Linked DNA regions of Mus musculus: regions 2 and 3 are each linked to region 1. The links are chromatin contacts, called in public HiChIP or PLAC-seq maps. All regions are on one chromosome and are shown on one strand. Each heading gives the region's core, a stretch centred on a gene start, on an enhancer-like site or on the middle of the called end of the contact. The rest is flanking DNA. Distances are from core to core; before and after follow the strand shown.

Region 1 (4,986 bases), core at 1,660-4,159:
GCAAGGGCCAACGGGTAATAATTCAAAAGGATTTTTTTTTTTCATCAAAAGAAAGAGAAAAATTGGGCAGAAGTTAAAACAAAGCATGACACTTTCCTTCATGTCACCTCTTCACTGTGATCCAGTGCGAAGGGAGGACCCGGCCTGGTGAGAAGCAGTGACATCACCAGAGAGGACCGTGGCCTAAGGAAGAGAGCAGAGCCAGGACCAAGCTGTGAGTTCTCCCAACAGCTGCCTGTCCTTTAGAGCTACATAGGTCTTAAAGGAGAACCCCGGCTCCTCCAGGCTGAAGAGGACACCATCGGCTGTGGAGAAGCCCCACCCCTTGCTCACACCCACTCACCCCAGCCTCCCAAGAACAGGCCCTGCTTATAATCATAGCTACGTGTCATGAAAGGCAGCAGGAAAAAAATTATTATGAAAAACCTTAAGATACACAAAAATAGGATAGCATAATGAATCCCCGTGCCCTAGTTTTCACCACGGTGGTAGTTTTGCCAGTCTTGCTTCCTTTTTGAACCCCCACATCACCATGTGCTTACAATGCAGCACTGAACCCTCACAGCAAGCCTGTGCGGTATACCACTCTCCCATTTAGCTCCAGTAACTGAGACCTTCAGTCATTTGCCTGAGGAAGTCCAGCATTGTTAGAAGTCAAACACAGGTCTGCCTGATTCCAGGTCCTGTGCTTCTGTACCGTCCTCAGCAAACGAAGAGTGGTGAAGGATGATCAGAGCCCACACCCGGAAGCGCCAGACCTTGCCTGGCTCTCCTGTCACCCCGCAGTCAGAGGTGGGGCCAGACAGCCATCTTGGAATGTGTATTGATCCAGGGAGACCGGATATAGTGGAGCCTGGAGTGCTACCACCTCAGGCTTGACCTTGAGGGAGCCTCCTTTCATCACATGGGAATGAGACTGTACCTCAAGGGGTCAATGGAGAGTTTCAATGACATAAGTGAGGAAGGTGCCTGGCACACAGTAGTGCTCCACAAATGGCAGCCACGAGTTCATTGTCTAAGGTCAGGAACCGCATGTTGACTTTTTTTTGGGGGGGGGGGTACGTTGTGGAATCAAAGCTGAGGAGCTGGGCAGAGGAGAAACAGCAAAACCCAATAGCTTGGTTACAGTAGAGCTAACTAGAAGCCCAATGCTGGACTGGCTTCAGGTCCCAGCATGAGAGAGAGAGAGAGAGAGAGAGAGAGAGAGAGAGAATGAACAAGAGTGAGAGAGAGAACAAGAGTAAGAGAGAGAGGAGAGGAGAGGGAAAAGGGAGAGGGGAGAGGAGGGAGACAGACAAGAGAGAGACACACATACACAGAGAGACACAGAGAGAAGACTTTCTCCTCCTCCTCCTCCTCCTCCTCCTCCTCCTCCTCCTCCTCCTCCTCCTCCTCCTTCTTCTTTGTAATGTCTCAATAGCTGTAACATCACAGGGAGAGACTGGGTGTTTCCATGGGGCTCCACAGCAGGATGGAATAGTGATACGTAAAAAGTGTCTGCCAGCCGCAAGTCCAACATGGGCTGGCCCTAGGACTTACTCTGACAAACAGGAGACAGGAAGCTAAGGCATAAGTCATCTTCAGCTTCTGTTGCTTCATCCCCACAATGTTCCATGTTATAGCCAGGCCTGTGTTGTGGAACCAGAGGACTGTTCATGCTGAGCCAGGCCCAGCCCACAGCATACTCACCGACAACCTCATGCAGTCCCACAGGTCTCAAAGCATGGCAGAAGCCACCTAGCCAGCCCATGGGAGCCACTAGGTATCTAACACTTCTTGTTTGAATGACATGGGAACCGAGGGGCTCAGTACAGGTAATCCATATACCTAGAAGGTGGCAGGAGCAATGGGGTCTGGATTTAGCTCAAGCTATTCTCGCACAGGGTATCACCTCTACCATTCAATCTTCACATAAGCCAAGACTGACAGGGTAGTTCAGTAGGCATCTCTCAGAAGAGAGAGAGAGAGAGAGAGCGCTGATATCTTTAGGGCTGGAGTTTCTCTCCATCCTGTGCAGAACCCCCATCTGAGTGTGGTAGTGGCATGGTTCTGAATGCAGAATGTGAGTGGTCTCAATAATCTGTGTATGTCACCTGGGTGTGTCTGTGTCTGTGACCCTATGGCATATTACCATAATACCATGGTAATGTAGCCTCTGGTGATTTATGTTTATGGGGTATGTGTGTGTAGGGGGGGGGGGTGTCATGATGGCATGTGTTTATGTGAGAAATATGTAGAGTGTGCATCAGGGATACATATGTGAGGTGTGAAGTCTGTTCTGGTCTGTACCAGGGGTATGGTGTATGTGGAAGTCTGTGGGTGTTGAGTATATAGGGTGTGGTATGCACCTTTCAGATGTGCATGTATGAAGTATATGGTTTATATTGTGTGTTTGTGTATGGGTGTATTATGTGAGATATATGACTCATGTGTGTGTATCTGCATATGTGTGAGATGGGGGGTAGGCAGTGTAGGTGGGTGTTGAGGGTGTTGAGTGTGGAGAGATGTGTTGCGTACTGTGTTGCTGTGTATGGTGTGTATGCTTGTGTTGATATGTGTTTGTGTAAGGGATGTGGTGTATATGGAGGTCCTTGAGTGTTGAATGTGAGAGGGTGTGGCTTGAACTGTGTGTATATGTGTGATGTGTATGTGTGGGGTGTGGGGCTCATGTTAGTATGTGTGTGAGGGGTGTCGTACACGTGGAAGTCTCCAAGAAATGAATGTAAAAGGGTGGAGCATGCATGGTTCACGTTGGTGTGTGAGGTGTTTATGGCTTGAAGCATCGTGTGTGCAACAAGAGAGGAGCCCCGCTGACTGATGGTCTCGGGCGAGTGTTCGTTCCTTGCATCCCAGAATCTTGCTGACACTGATCTGGGCCTGGGAACGTCTTTCCTGAATAAACATGATGTCATTTCCATTCCATTCAGCCTGCGCCGGGACAGCTGCTGTCAGCATCACTGAGGGAAATGCCACCTCGGCCCTGACAGCTGCCACTTGGCACACTTTGTAGAAAGCTTCTCTGGGAAGAAAAAAAAAAAAAAAAAAAAAAAAAACCCCAGCCAGTCATGCAGATGCTATTTAAAGTATGTTGCATCCTGATGAGCCTCGTGGAAGAAGCTAAGTACGCTGAGGGACTGTGGAACCTGGGCTGGGCAGGGAGGTGGGGAGCAAGGCACATGCTCATAGGTCGGGGGGAAAGCTGTCCCTACCTCCCATTTTACAGATGAGCAAACTAGAGTTGAGAGAGGGCAGGGGCTTGTCTGGGACCAAAGAGTAGGTCTCTGACAGAGCACATGGGCAGAGTGTGATGACCAAGACCTTTAAGTCGAACAGAACTTGCTACCAATGGAGAAACTTAGACCCAAAATGGAGGGAAGGTTGGCCCAAGGCCATGCAGATCGCCTCAAAGCTGGGGTAGGAGCTGCTCCATCATCTTAAACACGTGGACATCCTCTGTCTTGTATACAACAGGCGCTAAGCAGGTGCAGATGATGTGATAGTTCATCTTCATGGCCAGCAGACTGGATTTGGAATTGCTTAGGAGACACACTTCTGTGTCTGTCTCTGAGGGATTTTTCAGAAGGTTTGATGGAGGCGGGAAGACCCATGCGGGTGGCTCCATTCTTTGGACCAGGGTCCTGGGCTGAATAGAAAGGAAGCCTCAGCAGTGAGAATGGTTACTGACACAGATGGCTCCTTTATGGTGGCTGTCCCCTGCCATGGCACCAGAGTGCACATCTGCCATCAAATTCAGTGCAGGATTCAGTAAAGTTGGTGAGACAGGGAGCACCTCCTTCTATAACAGGCTGCGTGTGAGATAGCTTCGAACTGTGGGCTAGTGTAGGTGTCTGAGTATGCTTCAGGTGAGCCCAGCTAACTTGACAAATCTCTTTGGCAAAATATCTCAGAAAATACCTTGAGAGAGGAAGGATTTATCTTGGCTCAGTTACAGTTGGGTAACTTGCTCCATTGTTTCATGAGGATAGCACATTGCTATGAACGCCCCTGCTCCCTCCCCATAGCCTGGGACTCAAAGGGAGTGTGACTACAACATTGGGAAGGGGCCTGTGTGTCTTATAAATTTCAGCTGATTTACAGCTTCTTGAATCTGACTAGCCTGCCTCCTCCCTCAGGGTGGATGGTGGGTGGTAGGTGGTGGAATGTTTCAATTCGGAGGAAATTGCTACCAGACAAACACCATGGCAGAAGGGCCAGAGCGAGGGAAAGCTGCTTGCGTCCTGGACACCAGGTACAGAGAGACAGAGAGAAGACCCAGGAGCAAAGTATGTCCTTCAGAAGCAAGGTACCAATGACTGTCCTCCCACCAGTACCTCCCAACCTTGATCATCTATCTGTGGATCTGGCCAACCATGGGATTAGATGAGTAATCACCTATTGGTGAAGCTGTTTTCACCTCAGTGTTTAACCAAATCTCCCGAGTTAGCTGCATTCCTTCCGTACATTTGATTTTCGTAGAAGGTCCATTCTCTGCCTGTCAAACTCCTATCCATCCTTCAAGACCCTACTTCAGTATCAGCTTGTTGATGCGATGGAGCAGATAATTTATGGCTCTGGACATTCCTTGTTGTCACACTAGTGGGTTCTAGTTCCAGGGGAGCCAAATGGAGGAACATTCCTGGTGTGGTTCTGAGTTTTGGGCCTAACTAAGAAGGCCTCCCTCTTTGGATTTATAGACTTCAGCCTGTGAGCTTCTCTTGACTCAGTGGACCAACTAAACTCTCAGCTCATGGCCTGCTTGTGTATGTCAGATGCCAAAAGCACAAACTTGTGGATCCCAGGATTGAACTCGGGTTCCCAGGTTTGGCTGTAGTACCTTCACCTGCTGAGGCATTTAGCCGCCCCTCTGTACGCTTTTTTTGTTAACAGGCTGGGTGACTCAGGGGGATAAGTACACAGAGCTCTTCTGCTGCAAGAGACAACACAAAGGCTGTCTCCAACAAAAACACACATATGTGTACACACACA
Region 2 (4,986 bases), core at 910-3,409, 490 kb after region 1:
CACATGGGTAAGTGGGAGGCTTGCCTGGCTTCAGATCCTTATTCTACTGCTCCGGAAAGTATGACCTAGATACACACCTCTTCTGAGCATCAGATTTATTATCTATGAGACAAGTAAGTAACATTTCCTCTCTTAAACCGGTGTCTAAGAGGCTAAACAATACAAGCTGTATGGTAGTTAGTTGTTTATCCTTTTCCCAGTTACAGGATAGTTCTCTGTGCAAAATTTTAGGCTGAAATGACCAGCTTTCTCTTGCAAGGTAACTATGTTGGAGGTACACACTTGGTTTTGCTCCTCAGTTTCCACAGCAGGTGCCAACAACTATCACAGCCACTCCCACTCCCACCTCAGCCTGAGCCCTCCATCAGTCTGAGGTGTTTCTTGTAGAAACAGGACAGAAGGTCCATCCATTCCTCTCTCAGAAGGCTGACTATTTACCCATGGGTGACACATTGAAAACTCTGCACTTAATGTGTTTGATCTGTCAAGCAGTGTATTGTGAGCATGTGATTGGTGGCCTCCAAACAGTTGAAGACAGGGTGCATCTAGCCTGTATTTTCCACTACTTATTGCCTTACACCTCAGTGCCTTTGCTTGTTTGTATTCGCTGTGGACCTTCAACCTTTATGTCTAGGTGCATACTGACTTTATCCCCACAGCAAGCCAGGCCATCAAGCCCACAGGCAAAACTGAAACAGATTTGGACTCCTTTCTTTGTGTTTCAAGCATATTTTTGAGGGGTTTGTCTATTTATCCAAATACCATTTTTGAATGCCTACTATGTGTAGCTATGTCAGAGGCCCCATGACAAGGTTGACATGAGCAGCCTTCTTCAGACAGACACCAGTCAGTCAGTGCCAAGGCAGCCCATTATGGTTGCGTGACTCCACCCACATAATGCCTGTGGATCCTTCATTCTCCTTTTCCCTCACTGCATCTTCTAGTCCCCACCTTTATCTTGCTGCTTCTTCAAGAACAAAGAGCTGACTGAATGAAGAGTTTCCTCATTCATGGAGTCTCATGACTTAACTGTGGTCACCTCAGAAGAGCTCAGACTTCTAGCCTGAGAGACCAGTCACTATTCACTATGATGTCAGTTATGTGGAGCACACCAGAATGGCCCCTGAACCTGTCTCACACACTGAGGGGACAAGGGGAACAGAGAGCCCTTTGCTCAGAGCGCTTCGGCAACAGCCACTCAGGTTTTCACTGGCCCTTTTTGTGGCTAATTTTATGATCACAAAGGGCCTCTTGGCTTCAAATGTCCTGTTCCAGGAATAAGCTATGTACCTAAACTGCAACCCTTCTGCCAGAAGCTACAACAGAGTAAACACTACAAGTGTGTTATCAGGGTGACTTGGATTCAGGCAAGTCACAGTTGTGTGAGGTTTGATTCCACATCTTAGTCCACCCATGAATAAGCACTGCCTTCTATGGTCTTGAGAGGTGCTCTTGACAGGATTGTAAAATGCTCCACAAAGCACAGGGCATGTTGCTGGAACTCAGTCTAAGCACTCAGTTCCTTGTGCTATCACTTGTATGGCTACAGAGCTAACAGATTACCCATCAGCTGATGGGAGGTGGTATCCTCCTCATGGACATCTTGCCTGTTTCCTCCACTGGATGATCTTTCTGAGGGGAAGAACTTCCTAGTCATCTGTGTCCCTAGCACACAACTGGGCTTGTGAGATGCTGGTTTAAGGCTCAACTAAAGCTGACCCTCTCAAGCAACTGTGCTGTGACTCCATCTCTCTAGCCTTCAGGGATGGTATCCAGGACTTTGATTGTCCCCAGTGCAGATACAGTTACACACAGTAATGCCAGCTGGTGGAATCATTAAATGATATTTTCACCAGCCCAGGGCCCAGGACATAGTAGGAGCTCATTAAAAGGCTGCTATCATCGTTAATACCTAAAATAAAATAAAAGCAAGAAGGCAAAAATGAGGATGGGCATTGGTCACCCACTTTGGTATAAAGTGTGGACATTGATTGGAAGGCCATTTCAGAGAAGCAAAATGGCCCTTTATTCGTTTTGGGGAAGGGAGGAGGGTTAACGAGAGAGTCTTTTTCAAGTGTTTGCTCCATCTTGCTGCCACTTTACTATGTGTGGCTGCTGTTGCCATGGCAATTCTTTAAGCAATTGAATAGAGCAGCACTGAGTTGTTGCAAACTGGCTCTAATTGCTCCCATGCACCAGGCCTGCCCACATGACACGCTCCACACAGCACTCCCTCTTTCTCATGCGTATTTTCATAAATCTCTGGGCATTGTGCAGCTCCCTTGCCCTTGTGACATTGCCATCCTTGGGCAGAGGGCACAAGAAGCAAGTCTGAGTGGGAGAGAGGGCACCACCAATTTTCCCTGTGTGAGAAGCCTTGCAGACCCCAGGTTTAAGGGGATAGCAGGATGTGGGCTCAGCAGGGCCTTGAAACCAAATAAAACACTCATGGGATAGGTTTATTATATGTATTTGCCATTGTTGGATAATTTAGTCATCTTTTTAAATCCAGCTGTACCATTCCTGTGGCCTCCTGCCATGAGGACCCTGTGAATTGTGTAGTAAGAACTTCTGGCTTTACCCTCAGCAGGACTGGGGAGAACCAGCTTGGGGGAGGGGACGCTGGTGGTTTCGGTACCTTCTAGCGTGTCAGGCAGTGAGCTGGGTATTTCCCATGGATCACTTAGTTCACCAGGACATTGTTCATGGGGTGAAGATAAGGGAGCCAGTATTTCAGAACCATGACTAGTGAGGAAACAGAAGCACAGATATTTATTGTGAACCTTTGTAGCCTGGGCATGTATGACTTAACTAGGCACTAACCTGATTGATCCTAAGCCTGTGCCCTTTCTACTGACACACTGTCTCCCAGTAAAGAGATCAGGCTTAGGTGGCCTGTTTCTGTTTATTTCTTTTGTTTTTGTTTGAGATAAGATCTCAATACTGGGGGGCTGGTGAGATGGCTCAACAGGTAAAAGCACCCGACTGCTCTTCCGAAGGTCCTGAGTTCAAATCTCAGCAACCACATGGTGGCTCACAACCATCCATAACGAAATCTGACTCCCTCTTCTGGTGTGTCTGAAGACAACTACAGTGTACTTACATATAATAAATAAATAAATCTTAAAAAAAAAAATCTCAGTACTATAGTCAGGTTGACTTCAAACTGTGATTTCCCTGCCTCAGTCCCCACAAGAGCCAAGGAACCCTATTGAAGGAAAATTTTAAGCACCAAAGTGTCAATGTGGCCCTCTCTTGATCTTTTTTTTTTTAAAGTAGATTTTTATTCTAGCTCATAATGATTATAGTGTGGGTATCAGAGCCAAGTTAGACACTAAAGCCCTTTTACCACAAGGCTGCCTTCCATGAGTTTACTTGAAAGTGAATATTCCATATGCATTTGAAAACTTGCCTGTCAGTGTTCCAGGAAGCGTGGTAGCCAGTGTAAGCTTTTCTTCCTATTCCTGGGGTATTTGTAAAGTTAATTTGAACCTACAGTGTGCTTCCCCCAAAGCTCAGGGTGGCATGTAGGCAGTAGGGCCTATATCTCTTTTAGCCATTCCAGGGGATAGGGAAGGCTTGACCTACATTAGGGCAGGAGAATCATATTGAATTTTTTTCTTTATTTTCTGCTTTTTTAAAAAATGTTTGTATAATAAAGGGTGGAAGGTGAACAAACTGGCCTGTTCTCATCGAGATAAGAACACTAGCAACAAGGTCCTTTCTTTAATTCTTAATAGTACACTTTAACCAGTCCGAGGCATTGATTCAAACTAGTTTTATTGAATGGAAGAGGGACAGAGAAATGTACAGAGGTTTCTGTTGCATTGCTGTGAGCAGTCTTGACACAGCCAGTGGTGGTCATCAAATCAGTTCTTGACTAATTGTCAACACCTTGCTGCTAACACCATGAGCCTAATTCTGCCCTCCGGTCTTCCAGTCCACCCTGTCAGCCATACTACCTGGACTCAAGGAGGCTGTGTCACAGACTTCAAAGCCCCACCCTTTCCAGTGGCAACATGACCTTGTTTTCCTAGCAGTTCTTTGGGTGGCTTCTCCTGTGCCACTGACTGCTTTTCAGTCACATGACCATACCCTAGGCAGTCACTGGCAGTGGTCTCAGTCTCAGAGATGAGACCACTAGAACTGGCCCAGGAAATGAGACTGGAACACTTGTCCTTGAAGGAGAGGCCAGGGTTATATGAGTCTGTTAGAGACAGGCTAGAGTCTTGGGTAAGTTGTGATCCCAGGCGTGCACACACACAAACACAGACACAGACACACACACACACACACACACACACACACACACACACCCTGGAGCTTTCACTCCAGGGAAGCCAACAGTAGTGAAGGTGACAGGAGCATTCCGTTCTCAAAAGCAAGTCATCAGGCTTCTTTGGAGAGAAAGAAGGTCCCCAGGGCATTTCTGTGGCCTTCCTCTGTGTTCTCTGTGGGTCTGGGCACTCACTGTTCCTGTGAAGCATCACCATGGCCACTTTTCTCAGAAGGGGCCTACAGTGGGGTATCAACAGAGCCAGAGGGAGAGGCTAGAGGCACGCTGGATTCTGGATGTGGGGATGAGTAGGCAGGATCAACCTGATTAGCATTGTGCTGGGGTTGTTTTCCTAGCTGCAGCTTTTGGTTTTGAGGATGATATTTTGAGAACTGCTGTCTCCGTGGGAATATCTTGGTTATGTACAGCAGAGCTATCTCTGTGTCTACATTTTCTTGTTTAACACATGGCTGTCTTTATAATGAGTGCCTTCTTTATGTGGGGTTATCAGAGTAACTCTGAATCTATTTTACAACTAAATTAATGATATCCAGGAAACATTTATTTGGCTCCTTTTCTATTTATAATATTGTTACCAACTAATTGCCTTTGAATGTTCCTACTTACAGGGTCCTTTGTGCTAGTTAAAACCCATCCCACGTAGGTGAATCCCTAATGCCACTCAGGACTCTCCAGTCACTTGTGAAGTT
Region 3 (4,986 bases), core at 741-3,240, 430 kb after region 1:
AACAATGTTTCAGCATGCTTGTTAAATTGGGTCTCCAACCTCTCCACTCTTTAAAAATTGACATTTCAAATAAAAGGCAGGTGGAGATGGGAGTTGGGGTTTGCTGCACTTAGTGATGAATGAATGATGGCCAGTGGCAGTTGAGTAGAAGGAGTGAGGCCTTGTTTTATGGTAGGGAGGCCCCAACCATTTTGGGATTAGGGGGTCCACATCCTCTTACACTCCTGGTGAAGCTCCTAAATCCACTCCTCGTTGTTTCAAATCGGATGGGTACTGTTATGAAGTAGCAGATAGATACATTACAAACTCACTATTTAATTTTCCTAACAAGTCTGTTCTGGTATTGATAGCTCTGTTTTCCAGGTGATAAAGTTTACACACAGAGGGGTTATGTCACTTGTCCAAAGTCACACAGTGAAAGGCAAGGATTTGAGTCATGTTGCTACTCTGTATGAAATATTTTAACATGCAAAAGCAGTTATTATACTAATCTTAATTTAGGGCCCACTTACCTATTTAGCAACCTATCTGTGGTGGCCAGAAGAGGTAGGTATGACGCAGCTACTGTCCTCAGTGTTTGCTCAGCACCAGCTGTGTCATCTTATAATAAATGGCCCAGGCTCTATGTGGGACATTCCCAAGCTCAGTCACTTATTTTAGAACTTTAGTTTGTTGTTTATGAATTGAGACCCCAATGTCTACTGCACAAGGATATGGGAAGACTTTAAATTAGATTATAATATAAAGCCATTTTCTAGGTGCAGGTCTGTATGGAAAAGGGTAGGTTAAAACCATAATTTTAAGGGGCTAGTAATCAAGCACATGAAGAACACCATGGGAAGTATCACTGAACCTGTTGTCCCTTGTACTTGACTAAGGAGTTGGAAACCATAACTTGTTATAGGAGCTAGAGTCAGGAAGAGTTCCTAGAAAAGCAGGGAGGAGCCAGGCTGTCTCACTAAATACTCTCTCCCCGGTCCCACCAACAGAAAAAGGGAATAAAGAATGTCAATTTCTTGACTCTTACATGAAAGTTTCCAGCAATGATGGAGTAAAGGGTATGAAGTTTCACTCTCTACTCCACTGTATAGAGGCTGTTTTGGGATAGACTTGGAAGATTGTGGCTTAAGGAGAAATGGCAGAACTCAGCTTAAAGGGGGGAGGGCCTACCAATATTGAACTGGCTGTCTCTGGAGAGAACCTGTGCATTTGTCAGTGATTCCCCCCAGTCTTGTTTCCCAGCCCACAAAGAGGGGAGCCAGAGCTGTGTGCCTTGTCTAGAGGTGGCAGGTGAAAAGCTGAAACACCAACCTTGGGGCTTTCTGGCCACCCAAACAAGCTCCAGGTACCTGTGGGTACTCTACTGAGGCAAGGTCTACTCTGTGTCAGATTTTCCTAGGGCCCATCACAAAGGAGGCCAACAGCCCCTGAAGTTCAGAGATCATGGTATAATTGTCCCTGAGTTCTTTTAGCCCAACAGCTCTTGTGAATGACTAACCAATGTGAGTGGCCACTCAGAAGAGGCCCCACTGGAGAGCAGGCCCTCTGCTGGTCTGGGATGAGGTCTCAAGCTGGGTTAATGAGCATCAGTGCTTACTACCATGTGAGGTGGGGTGGCCCTGACCTGGGAGTGTTTGTCCCACTTCCCTCCCCTGCCAAGCTTCTGTTTCTATTTAAAGCATGCTGGGAAATTCCAGTGGGTTCTTAAGGCTCTCTGAGCTGTGGACTTCGATTTTAATTTTGTGGGGCAGGAAGGAGTCCATCAGTGACTCCTGGCTCCAAAACAAAGCTACCACGTTTATCAACTGCTTGGCAGCTTGGTGACCTCTGGGTCAGAGAAAGGGAAGAAACATGTCACATTTCCTCTATTCGTACCCAAGATTTCAGGAGAATCAAGAGCTTAGGTTCCCATTTGCCTCTCCTCTTCCCATCTATACTTGCCTCTTTCCTCTTATTTCTTTGCTTTCCTCCTAGGAGGCCACCGGATCCCCAAGCTGTTCTTTGTTATGTGCTCATATATATGCGCATGCATTTGGCTACATTTTATATGTGCTGAGTAGTACAAAGAACACTGCAACCATGTGCTTCTAACAACACAGACATACTATTTCATCTCTTTAGCCTTGGTTTTCTCATCTATCAAATGGGTTTGATACTCCAGCAAAAGCTCTTGAGGTCTATTATATTTGTCAGAAGAAACAGTTGTGTCAGAGTAAGTAGGGAGTGGTGTCGGTGTAAGCTGAATCCCATGCTCCTGAGCTATGTGTTTTTACTCTCAGACCCTGAGGATCCCTCTTTGTCATATAAGGGTATCCGAGATTAAGATGATATACACAAACGGTTGGGCCACACAAGTGCACAACGAGTGGCTATCATTGTGTTGCTGCAGACATCAGACAGAGGTGATGGATACAGAATGCATAGGAGCTTCTGTCACTTGCCAGTCCCTCAAGATTTTCTGTGACCTTCAAGTTCTGTAATCCCAGGCATCCAATTAGCAGGAGAAATGACTACATAAAACCCAGAAGTAGTCACTCAGTATAAATTTTTGATAACAAACTATTGAGATGTCATTTGGGTTGGGTTTCATTTTAACTATATCCTCTACCTTCAAAATTAAAAACAAAGAAACAAACAAACAAATGCAACCCACTATTGAAAAGACTTGCTTGAGAGGGCATCTTAGCTGAGCAGGAGGCAAGTCATTTACCCTTTCCCAAAGGGATGAACTGAGTGAGCCATGGTGGCCATGGTAATGAGGATATGAGTTCTATCAAAACAGTGTGTTTCTGGGTGGTGGTAGTACACGCCTTTAATGCCAACACTCCAGAGACAGAGGCAGCTGGATCTCTGAGGTCGAAGCTAGCCTTGTCTACATAGTGAATTCCTGGATAGCCAAGCCTACATAGAGAAACCCTGTCTGGAAATAACAAACAAACAAACAAAGCATAGTATGCAGGAACCCGAGAGACGACTTGGTAGATAAAAGCAGTTACTGTGCAAGCCTGAGATTCTGAGTTTAATCCCGGAGTCCACATGGCAGAAGGAAAGAGCTGACCCTCCAGGGTTGCCCTCGAAATGCTGATCCATAGCATACATACATACAACAACAATAATAGTAAACAAGATAAAAAAGAAAAACTAAGTTCCATCCTGCACACCTTTCCCACCCCCAGTTATCCCATGTTGGGCTCTTTGGTGCTGCCACTGGGAGCCTGTGCAGAGTAGATGTCCAAAATTACTCTGGTCATGACTGACTACACAGACACAAAATACATATTTGTTCTTTTAAAAATGCACTTATGATCATATGTAGCAAGTATCTATGTACCTATATTACAGATGACACGGGATTCAACTGTTTTTAAAAAGCCTGTCCTAGGCCCCTAAGATCCAGACCAGCCTCTCTTGTTCCTGCTGCTGCTCCTCCATCCTACTGCTGCCTCACACCAGGCTATCTTGGGAACATGAAAGTGTCTCGGTAGAACCCCAGTCAATCTCTGCTTTACACCTCTCTGAAGGAAGGCAGGATAGCCTAAAGAAGCAGTTGTAGCCTATAGGTATCTGTCTTTGCCTACATGTTTTCTGACAGTATTGTGTACTGTCTATGAAATTGTTAATAGAATTGTTTTATTTTTATAGCAAGGACAGTTTAGTAACTAGTACTAAATATACCAGGCACTATCCTAAATATCATAATACATATTTACTCATTTAATTCTCAAAATAAGCCGGTGGGACTATGTTACTAATTTTTGCTAATGTATGAGATTTAATGGGGAAAGTGTACCTGTCCTAAGTATATGGTGAGTCTTTGATGGGGACACAACATGTACCCACTACTCAGATGGAGAGATGGCATTACAACGCCAGCAGCTCTACCCAGCCTCCTCTAGCCTCCTGGTAACCACTGTCCTAGATGTGGGTATCACTTCTTCATTGAGTACCAATTCAACAGATACAAGGGCTAAGAGACTTCCACAGCATGGAAGCTGAATTGGAGCTCAGACATAGTGTAGCCTCAGAGCATGAGCCAGAGTCAGGAGAACAGGCTACTCTACTGGGAGTCTTAATTTTAATAGCATAAAATTCTGACAGTAGAGTCTTACTAGTGTCTATCTTCCTCAGAAAATATGCTTAACTCTGTTTCCTCAGAACTGTAACCCCCCCCTTATTGGCATACTTGTCAAATCACAAGTAGAGAAACTTTCTAAAGTAGCTCATGTGCTGGTACTTAGTACAGTCAGACTTGGTGCTGAGCTCCTGACACACATGCTGCACTAGCCACAACACAGCTGGGCAGCTCAGGAGAACTTGCTGGAAGTCACAGTCCTGATGCAAGGCTTGGATGAAGTGGTCTGATTCCAAGACCTGCCATCTTCATTCCTGAGTTAATGCCTGCTGTCCCTGTCCACTGTGAATTCATCCTGTGCTAATTAATCATGGTAATTTTACATGGTTGTTATCATTGCCATCATCATTGTTATTCCCATTGCACTTCTTGGAGCAGACTCCAGTTTGCTTACAGTGGGTTCACATTGACATCTGCTGTAAGTCTGGACTCCCAGTAGAATGGAGCCAGTCACAGCTGGTCTGCTCTTTCCCCAGCTAAGGAATATGTGCCTGTGTCAGACTCTGTGTTACACACTGCAGACCAATGAACTAGGGTCCTGCCACAAAGGTGGTCCTGGTATAAGAATGACCCCCAACACCTCCATCCTGGTGCAGGAGCACTGCTGTCCATTGCAGTCCATCAGAGGAAACTGACTTGATTAGAGCTGGGCCTTGCTCTTCAACTTACAGGCAGTTGGCTTCCCGTGCCAGCACTGCTATCTATATTCGAGCATTTACATCTCTTCATTCTATGAAGAACCATCATTTCCTCTTAATTTTATATGGCCATGCTGTGATTCCTGCCATTTCATCAACTGCCCAATTCCCTTCCCATGCATTAGGCATTTAGACACAAGAGGGCATAAGAGGGCA

The links. HiChIP or PLAC-seq counts read pairs in DNA pulled down with a chosen protein or histone mark.
Region 2: an H3K4me3 HiChIP or PLAC-seq map of embryonic basal ganglia shows a contact between it and region 1, with 6 times the contacts expected there. The contact joins two enhancer-like sites. A contact is called at or near these places in 1 of 15 datasets of contacts at CTCF or cohesin (the NIH/3T3 cell line), 2 of 484 Hi-C or Micro-C datasets (bone marrow-derived macrophages and embryonic fibroblasts), 1 of 115 datasets of contacts at active chromatin or transcription factors (embryonic basal ganglia) and 1 of 9 other capture datasets (embryonic stem cells).
Region 3: a contact with region 1 is called in an H3K4me3 HiChIP or PLAC-seq map of embryonic basal ganglia, with 4 times the contacts expected there. The contact joins two enhancer-like sites. A contact is called at or near these places in 2 of 484 Hi-C or Micro-C datasets (the BV-2 cell line and bone marrow-derived macrophages) and 1 of 115 datasets of contacts at active chromatin or transcription factors (embryonic basal ganglia).

The regions. Positions count from the first base shown.
Region 1 is chr2:38,393,349-38,398,334 of GRCm38.p6, reverse strand. No RefSeq gene overlaps it. Among named protein-coding and RNA genes, the nearest start is that of Gm13584, 27 kb to the right of the region's middle. Within about 2 kb of position 2,909, at least 19 of the 459 cell types and tissues checked have an H3K27ac peak or open chromatin away from gene starts, as enhancers often do. A contact at or near this core is called in embryonic basal ganglia, where this site is marked.
Region 2 is chr2:37,906,099-37,911,084 of GRCm38.p6, reverse strand. The region is part of intron 13 of Dennd1a (DENN/MADD domain containing 1A); the gene reads left to right. Among named protein-coding and RNA genes, the nearest start is that of Crb2, 130 kb to the right of the region's middle. Within about 2 kb of position 2,159, at least 47 of the 459 cell types and tissues checked have an H3K27ac peak or open chromatin away from gene starts, as enhancers often do. A contact at or near this core is called in embryonic basal ganglia, where this site is marked.
Region 3 is chr2:37,966,950-37,971,935 of GRCm38.p6, reverse strand. All of the region lies in intron 11 of Dennd1a (DENN/MADD domain containing 1A), which reads left to right. Among named protein-coding and RNA genes, the nearest start is that of Crb2, 190 kb to the right of the region's middle. Within about 2 kb of position 1,990, at least 18 of the 459 cell types and tissues checked have an H3K27ac peak or open chromatin away from gene starts, as enhancers often do. A contact at or near this core is called in embryonic basal ganglia, where this site is marked.